3 separate regions of the Mus musculus genome follow, and regions 1 and 2 are each linked to region 3. The links are chromatin contacts, called in public promoter capture Hi-C maps. All regions are on one chromosome and are shown on one strand. The core of a region is the stretch at or near the end of the contact, and the rest is flanking DNA. Distances in the headings are between cores, read along the strand shown.

Region 1 (2,992 bases), core at 461-2,960, 37 kb before region 3:
AAGGAAGCCCCAGCTCCCCTGGATGATGTTTCCTGTTTTCATGACAATGGCCTCTAGCCCAGGCAGCCGGAAGCATGAAGAGTGTCCTCTTGCTTCCCAGGTGTAACAGGAATGCATACCGCCCTTCTGGTTCTGAACTCAGAGTCAGGTTCCTAAATGAGCCCAGTAAAATAAACCAGAACCTTCCAATAAGATTTCTCATAATAGAGAGGCCATGGTGACTCTGGGTATTGTCCAGCTAGGAAGCTTCCAGAAGCAGTTGGAACAGACTCAGGAGAGAAGGCTTAAAGTCTGGAAAGGACAGAAACTTAAAATGATGCTGGTTTATCCTACCATATTTTCTCTCTTCATTTTTCTACTTACTTGGCTTTGAATTCCCAAATCTACTATATCTACTTCCCAAGTACTGGGACGCAAGTGAGTGCCACCTCTCCTAGATCAAGAGTATTTGCTCTTATTTGATTTACACACACACACACACACACACACACACACACACACACACACCACACCAGAATATGGAAAGATAAACCAAGATGGATACTTAAAACAACCGCTGAGACACAGATGGCATTAGCAGCCAGCATTCCTGTCTTTGGTCCTTATTAGGCTGGAACTACTGAGAGCTTCAAAGTGGTTTTGTTAAACATGGGACTCCTTCCATGGCACACATCTCGTGTGAAATGTGTGAAAAACAAGTCTTCAGGATGAAAATCTCCCTTTTAAAAGATTGATCATTTTTGCTATTTGTAATTACACATGCATATACTATATTCGGATAATCTCTCCACCCCTATTGTCCCCTCCTATCTTTGTTAACACCCTGCCCCACCTCCCTACCTGTCCCTTTCCCAGACTCATGAGGCCCTCTAGTTTTCAAACTTCTTCAACATCTAGGGTGATAATCTGTACCGATCTGTGCCTGTTGACTGAATCTTTTCTCTTGTCCTCTGGGTAGATCAACTGCAACGGTTTCACTCTCAGTGACCAGAGAGGGCTACAGGCAGTAGGTGTGGGCATCTTCCCCAACCTGGGCCTGGTGAACCATGATTGCTGGCCAAACTGCACTGTCATATTCAACAATGGCAAGTGAGTGCAACGGGGATTGGGCAATCTTCTACTTGATTTCAACCAAAGTCAAACTTGTAAACGTGGACTGCCATGCACTGCCAATGTTCGGCAACTCAGAGTCTCACTCCAGACCGAGGAGAGGCAGGAACTGAGGTGGATGCAGAAGAATTTTACCTTGTCCGTTTCTGAATCTCTAGGTCTGCCTCCGTGTATTGGATAAATCATTAACTACTGCTCTAAAACTTGACCTCTGGGATTATTTGCCTAGAGCCAAAAAAAAGTGCTCTGGCAGTAGCCTGTGCTAGCTAAGGGTCTATAAGAAAGTAGAAAGCACATTCAAAGGAGTAGAGTCAGACAGAATTTAGTAAAAAGACAATTTACAGGCATGTGGGCAGGGTTTGGGAAGGACCAGGCACAAAAGGAATAGGATCGATAAACAGCCTGGGGCCTGATGGTGCAGCTCAGGCTGGGGAGGTCTGGGGGGGGGGGGGGATGAAGCCTGAACAATGTGCTCGGAAAGATGGCTCCTTCCACTGAGCTGTGCCATACAACTGCTCCTGCAAAGAAGTTAGGCACTGCTGGAAATACGGGCTAACAACTTCAACCCCGTTCTCTTCCACTTGGCCAACCTCACCCAGAGGCCAAAGAGCAAAGGAACCCAGGTGACGCAGTCCTCAGGGTTCAGCCCTTTGCCCCCAGAAAGGCACAGATCAAAGACACGTGGGCAGACACTTGGATCTTGGGAGTGGGGCACATGACAGATGAAAGCCAACTTCGAGCCACCCACCAGCAGCTTTCTCCTAAACCTTCCTTGAAGCCAGAGACAGTGGTTTCTGGGTCTCAGCTGAGAACCAGGTTGAAGTGGCCACATAGCCAAGGCTATGAGTTCTTATTTCCTTTCTGTTCCTGACCCCAGTATCTAAAGCAGTTGAGAGAGATGACAAAGATTGGGAAAGCTTATTTTGGACTCTGAGAATAATATTTTCTAGCACATTGTACTCCAGGGTCTAAGCCTCTAGGGACAATTGGCCTAGACCTCATGGAATCTTTTTAGAGGATCTGTTACCCAGGTTTAGCCTGGTTGACTGAGTTAATCACACTTAGCTATGCACAATTCCCAGATGGCCCTTCTGTAAGTGCTGGTGACCCCAGGCCCCTATTCTGACTGTGTAATAATTAATGAACCTAGGGCCCGTGCTTCAGGGCATCTCTGGTGTCTGCTGTAGCTTCTTTGTATCTACTAACTGTGAGTGGTCATGTGTTCCCTGGATCTGTTTGCTTTTGTGCAAGGGAGAAGGTCATTACAGTCACTGCCTATCTGCCTGCGACACTGGAAATCAGCCTGGACATGGTATCAGTGGCCCCATTTTTTTTTTTTTTTTTTTTTTTTTTTTTTTTTTTTTTTTTTTTTTTCGAGACAGGGTTTCTCTTTTAGCTCTGGCTGTCCTAGAACTCACTCTGTAGACCAGGCTGGCCTCAAACTCAGAAATCTGCCTGCCTCTGCCTCCCAAGTGCTGGGATTAAAGGTGTGTGCTACCACTGCCCGGCTCAGTGGCCCCATTTTAACCACAATAAGTACTCTCTACATATGCAATTCAGAACTCTCCCCCAAAGAGAGTCACCAAAAAGGCCGTGCTTATTGATGCACCATGCTAGTCACTGGGACAGGAAAATCATCTCTACATTTTTCTCAGCACTCTCTTCTCAGTTACGTTGTCTTACAACAATCTCACTGTTGTACTCTAAGTGGACACTGAGGACCTGGGAAAGGAGGTCAGTTGTTCAGCAGTGAATCCCTCTGTGACTCCATTTTGTAACCCTGTTCCCAGTGCGCTCTCACTGTTCCGGGCAGCACCCTGGCAGGGGAGCCCAGCTAGCAGGGGTGAGGTTGGTCGTGACTGTCAATGCCCTGATTGCGTGA
Region 2 (2,938 bases), core at 254-2,753, 55 kb after region 3:
CAGCCTTTAGCTCCTCTCCTTGGTGAGAAGTCAAAGTACACTTCACAGAAGAACTTTGGGCTCCCTCTGGGCCCCAGGGTGGTGCTGTCCTGTAGGCCTGCCTGAGCCAGGCAGGGAGGCTGTCCTTGGATGCGATTTCTTTGGGAACACTGTAACAAACACTGCTGACTTTTGTGAGTCCCAGTTTTCCTGGCTTCTGAATGGTTAAATGCACCTCATGGAAAGTACAGAAACACGTTGGAGAAGGTCCATGGCTGACCTGTATCCCTCAATAGGTTGGTGCCTCTGACCTCTGTCAACTCTATGGCAAGTCCCTGGCCCATTTTGTACTCAGAAGGCCTATCCCATATCCTGAGCAGGGACAGTCTCTCAGTGCCTTCTACCAGGAGACTGAGCTGGCTACTCAGGGGCAGCTTCACACACTGTTGCCTAGTGGATGGCCTGTGTAGGGGAGGACTAGACGGCAGGCAACTTGAATAAGCACAGGCCTCAGGAGGAGGAAGGAGACAGGCAAAGACCAGGCCAAGGCCAGGGCTAAGAATAAATCTTAGACTGTACTTGTCTGGTCCATCTTCAAACCTATGTTTATCTTGGAGCGTGAATGTAAATCCTGGGACATTTGATCATGTTTGGAGAAAAAAATACCCCAAATTCTTGCTTTTTTCCCTCCCTGAAAAATAAATTAGGGCCTGAGACTGCAGCTCCACTGGTAAGGTGCTTGCCGAGCCCACACAAAGTTCTGCTTCGATTCCCAGCATAAGCCGTTGGTAACACAAGTCTGTAATGTCAGCACTCAGGAGATGGAGATGGAAGATCGGGACTTCAAGATCATCCTTTACTGTATAACCAGCTTCCATGAAGAAGGGGGGAGAACATAGAGAAAAGGAAGGGGAGGGGGAAACTGAGTCAGACTTACGCTTCTATAGATAGTATTGTTCTATTAAGAATTTTTTAGCTAAATGATGCACCCATCTGGTGGATTTTAGCACAGGCTCTTGGATTTATGTAAACCAGAATCCTGAAAGCCAAAGGATGGAATGGTGGAAGGCTAAGTCCTTCTTCCCACATTGCCCTCTGATTTCTCATCTAAAAACAAAACAAAGCTTTTAATCCCAGCACTCGGTGGAGGAGTTAGGAAAGGGATGTGCAAAGACAGGCAGATCTCTTTGTGAGTTCAAGGCCAGCCTGCTCTACATACAATCTCCTGAGTGGCCAGAGCTACATAGAGACAGGTCTCTCAATAAGTAAACAAACAAATAAAAACAGAACAAAATGTCACCGTCTTTTATTCTATCGAGTCTCAGCGAAGATCATGAGTCTAAAAGAGAATCCAGAGTCTGAAAGGCACTCATTGAACACAAAGGCTAGTGTTCCGGTGTCTGCCTTGTCCCCCACCCGACCCCCCTACTCCTGTCTTCCAAGCTCTGTCTTCTACCCCTCCCCGAAGTCCCTTCTCCACTCCCCCTCCTCCGCCCTCTGTAGGAGCTCCTCCCCAGCTTTGGCTTTAAACTCAGAACCTCCGGCTCAGGGAAGTCAGAGCTGTGCGCGTCGCCCACTGGACTCGGGTCTCCAGGCAGCTCCGCGCCCCTACGGTAACCTCGCCCAGTTCTCTGCTGCGTGCCCCCCACCCCGCGCTCTCCACGGTGACACGTCAGATTTCTGGCTGCTGTCCTGGTCCCGTAGCTCAGCTTGGCTTCCGGGCCACCGTTTTAAAGCCAGCTGGGGCCTTAGGATGGCAGCAGCCCCAATAGCCCTAGCAGCCCGCGCGGGTGGAGGATTTCTCATGTTTTTCTCCTGCAGCCAGGGTTCGGCAGTGTGGGAGTAACCCGGAAACTCAGGACAGTGCGCTGTGTTCAGAGGGTAGGGATGGGGTCTTAGGGTTCGGCGAGCTCGCCAGCGGGTGTACACCGCCCGCCCTCCCAGGCCTTGCTTTAAACTCCAATCCAGGAGTAGTGATCTACCACTAGGGGCGAGACTCCATGCCTCCCCACCTCCGCTACCGCCGCGCCGAATCCCGCCCCAAAGGCGGGATTACTGTTATTATTTATCGTGGTTATTGCCCTGTCTCCGCTCTGGAATAAAATCCAGAAACGTTCCAAAAAGTAATTATCACAGTAAAGTACAGCGGAGATCTGAGTCCAGAGCCCTGACACAACAGTCTTAAAAAAAAAAAAAAAAAAAAAGTCGTTAGCTGTTTCTTGTAGCTTTTTCTGCGCTGTCCCTTGAAGTGATCTTTCAGAACCGACCGACAGCCCTTAATCCTGTGAGAAGCTTGGGACTGTTTGCTAATCAAGCCATCTTCTTATTCTGGCACATGCTTAGCTCAAGCCGGGCTTTCTTCACCTCTGTGCCTTGTTCATGTCTTTCTTGGGTTGCAGAATCCCCACCTCAGTGCCCGGGTATCATGTGGTCCATTCTACCGAGGACCAAGGACAGGGCTTTGGAAAAATGTTCCTCATAGCTCCACCTGCTTCTGCCCTGTCCCAGCACCCCCAGCCCTTTGATCAGTAGAACTCCCTGGCTGCATTTCCTTTAGTCAGGTCCAGAATCCTTATGCAGCAAGGATTTCAGGGCAGTTTGCTCTAACGTTGTTCACAGCATTCCAGAACTCCCTGCAGTTACTGAAGGCACTGCTAAGCCTTTGACCTCCTGGCCCTGCTTCTGCCTTCTGAGCAGCTGTGCCTATGTCCCATGTCATGGACTCCTATGTGGGCTGATTCCTGTGTCCCAGATTCCTAACGTCATTTCTGTTTATACCCATTGCCCAGCATTACATTATCCACCCTGGTTCTATTTGATAATATTCTTGGTTTCAGGCATGTCTAATGCATGTGACTGAGAATAGCTATGAATAGGGAGGCCCAAAACAAAATTCTAAGCTTACTTAAAACATTATGTGATTTCATGTATCTCTTGCTCTTATAACTTGATGGCACCA
Region 3 (2,712 bases), core at 169-2,668:
ATGCATGCTAGGCAAACACTCTACCAACCGAGCCACATTCTCAGCCCAGCGATTCATTTGTTGTAAAGACCCTTCCCTCTGTGGCTCCCTGCTTCTTACTCATCCTCCCCTCCACCCCCCACAGATCCCTCCTTCTTTAGTGGCCTGGCTCTTAGAGTGGGAACACTTCATCCTCCAGAATGTTTAGCTTCCAAATCCAATTACCTTTGAAGTGATATGGGAGCTACAGATAATTAGGCCATGCACAAAGTAGGACCATGCCTGGCAAACTTGCTGTGGCCTCTGGAGTCAAGGCTCTTGGGGGTAATGTACAAAAATCCTTTACCCTAGAATAGGGCTTTTCAGATTTCAGAACAAATCTGTGCTTTTACATGAACAGGAGTTCACAAGAACCGGGGAGTTCACAGTGACAGTGGAGGGTCCCTTGCAAAACTAAGGGATCCTCACATTCATGATCTTTGACTTGTCTGCAAAAGAAGCTCTGAGTCCTAGGATGACCCGAGAGTCCTTTCCCCACTCTTGCTGTTCCTCATCTTTTCCATGTTGGTAACCCCCTTTGTTCCACTTCCCCCTCTGCCCACAGGCCTCTTTCTTCCTGTTATATACTCTTCTCTCCCTGGTTCCAGGCTCAGCTTTCATCATCACAGTCTCCCCCGTACCTGAGTACCCTGGGAGACATAGGGTGTTTAAATAGGGTCTCTGGGACCCAGCACCTGCTTCTAACTCCAACACAAACACTCTCTAAACTGTGAGCCTCATCACAGCTACCTCACCTACCCCAGTCGCCTCAACTGTAAAATGGGAAAACAGCTCAGTTTTATGGTGAGTATTTACTGTGGGCATTGCATGGCAATGCCTGGTATAGAGTCATACATATTAGGAGACACTTCATTCCATTTATCTCCAAATAACTGGTCAAGATTGTAGCTTTGTCTCTGAACATTGGTCAGGATTGTAGCCTATCACACTCTGTCTCTCTGGTATATGTACAAGCATGGGGTTGGCGTATGGTTGGCCTTGAATCAATGTTTGCTAGAAAGTGAGTGAAGGAACAAGGTCTTAGAATAAAGTGCCATGAGACACACACTTCGAACCAGTTCATCTTCCAATGTAGGGTTGTTTCCACTTCCCTGGAGTAGCTTTGTCCAGTGGGGAGCAGTAAAAGTAACAAGAGAGCAGGAGAGTCACTGGAGAACTCCTCAATTCGGTATAGCCTGGACCCCTCCTTCCACCTCAACACCAGACCTGGACTATCTGTTGATAGTAGGGCTAGCCCCTCGTTGCTGTCATAATCACCACTCACCTATTGCCTTCATGAATGGCTCAAAGTTCTCCTGGCTCTGCAATTGGTACTTGCCGGAGAAGTTCATGGTGGCAACGAGGCTTCCTTTCCACAGCTGACCACAACAGCTCTGCCTGCCAGGTCACCCACTGTTGCCTATTTTATAAGGGGATTCTTCCTCCTCAGATATAGGCCATAGGTCAGTGATTGTCGATTTATTTATGGCCAGGCTCAAACATTAACTCCTGAGAGCAATGGTCAACGATAAAAATCAGAGTGGGCAAGGCAGAGGTTTGTTCTAATTCAGCAAACATTAGTGAGTCCAACCAAGGGCAAAGCTCTCTGTAAATGTTGCCTTTATGGTGACTTAACCCTACTCATGAAATAAGTGTGCATGGTTGAAATGTATGTTGACAAATGTATGTATGTGCAACATACATACATTTAGAAATAATTTAGAAACATGTGAATCACATCTCCAGCAATGCACATATGCATATATACCTAAGTGCACATATGTATGTGTTTGTACATGTGTACACTTGTATGTATGCATATATTTATATACATGTCACTACATATCCATATGTACATACATAAACACACATACGTGTGTGTGTGTGTGTGTGTGTGTGTGTGTGTGTGTGCGCGCGCATTACATGGGGAGAAATACCTTTGAACTCAAAACCTTTTTCATATAACCTTATGTTTATTTCTCATTTTTTATTATTATACAAACATAATTTTACATACATTTTATCAGTCCTTAAAGCTGTTTTGTATTTTGAGAATTCTTCTTCAATGATTCCAAGCAAGCCTCAATCCAGGCAAGTCTCAGTCCAGGCAAGCCTTAGTCCAGACAAGCCTCCCCTTTGAAGGCATCTACTGTCAGCAGGTGTAAGCTCTTTAACTAAAGCAGCAGTCTGAAAACTTAGATTATTTTATCTGCTAGAGACAAGTCCAGCCAAGAAAGATGGCATTACCTGCTGACTTTGTCCCATCCCTGCCTCACAACTAAGAACAGGGCACTAAGATGGTACACGGGCATTCAGCCTGACTAGAAGTGGCCTTGGGGAAGAGGCCTAAGGATGCTTCCAAAGATCTCTGATGTTCTTGTTTGTCATGGGGGAATTGTCACCCAGAGCATCTTCATCTCCCCATTCCAGCATCCTAGGCAGTTCTCAGCAAGTGCCACTTCACAGCCTATTTCTCTTCTGTTTAGACTTTAGCATCAGCCTCATTACTCACAGCCATCGGCCCTCCATCCTCTAGTCTTTTCTGCCCCGAGGCTACATAGACTTATAAATCTGAGGCTGGGGTATGCCATGCCTCAGTTTTGAACCCATGGTCCCTATTGCTCTAGCAGTGACAGGCCCCGGATAGCGTGGAAGGTCTGTGTCTACTGTCCTGACTGTGATGACTGCTCAAAA

Evidence for each region. Promoter capture Hi-C pulls out the DNA fragments that hold promoters and counts their contacts.
Region 1: a promoter capture Hi-C map of liver shows a contact between it and region 3. The contact joins the enhancer-like site here to the promoter of Fabp1 in region 3. A contact is called at or near these places in 6 of 39 promoter capture datasets (the HPC-7 cell line, embryonic stem cells, epiblast stem cells and 2 more), 1 of 15 datasets of contacts at CTCF or cohesin (the NIH/3T3 cell line), 12 of 484 Hi-C or Micro-C datasets (B cells, liver, macrophages and 4 more), 8 of 115 datasets of contacts at active chromatin or transcription factors (embryonic fibroblasts, embryonic stem cells, hepatocytes and 3 more) and 2 of 9 other capture datasets (adipose tissue and liver).
Region 2: a promoter capture Hi-C map of liver shows a contact between it and region 3. The contact joins the promoter of Thnsl2 here to the promoter of Fabp1 in region 3. A contact is called at or near these places in 9 of 39 promoter capture datasets (3T3-L1-derived adipocytes, the HPC-7 cell line, embryonic stem cells and 5 more), 1 of 115 datasets of contacts at active chromatin or transcription factors (embryonic stem cells) and 4 of 9 other capture datasets (adipose tissue, embryonic stem cells, liver and 1 more).

What each region holds. Positions count from the first base shown.
Region 1 is chr6:71,235,454-71,238,445 of GRCm38.p6, reverse strand. It overlaps Smyd1 (SET and MYND domain containing 1), which reads left to right. Exons shown (of 10, transcript NM_001160127.1): 4 at 959-1,089. Among named protein-coding and RNA genes, the nearest start is that of Smyd1, 25 kb to the left of the region's middle. Within about 2 kb of position 1,710, at least 23 of the 459 cell types and tissues checked have an H3K27ac peak or open chromatin away from gene starts, as enhancers often do. A contact at or near this core is called in embryonic stem cells, hepatocytes, intestinal crypt epithelium and 3 more, where this site is marked.
Region 2 is chr6:71,142,945-71,145,882 of GRCm38.p6, reverse strand. It overlaps Thnsl2 (threonine synthase-like 2 (bacterial)), which reads left to right and starts at 1,503. Exons shown (of 9, transcript NM_001033929.2): 1 at 1,503-1,592.
Region 3 is chr6:71,198,585-71,201,296 of GRCm38.p6, reverse strand. It overlaps Fabp1 (fatty acid binding protein 1, liver), which reads right to left and starts at 1,418. Exons shown (of 4, transcript NM_017399.5): 1 at 1,304-1,418. The coding sequence starts at 1,370.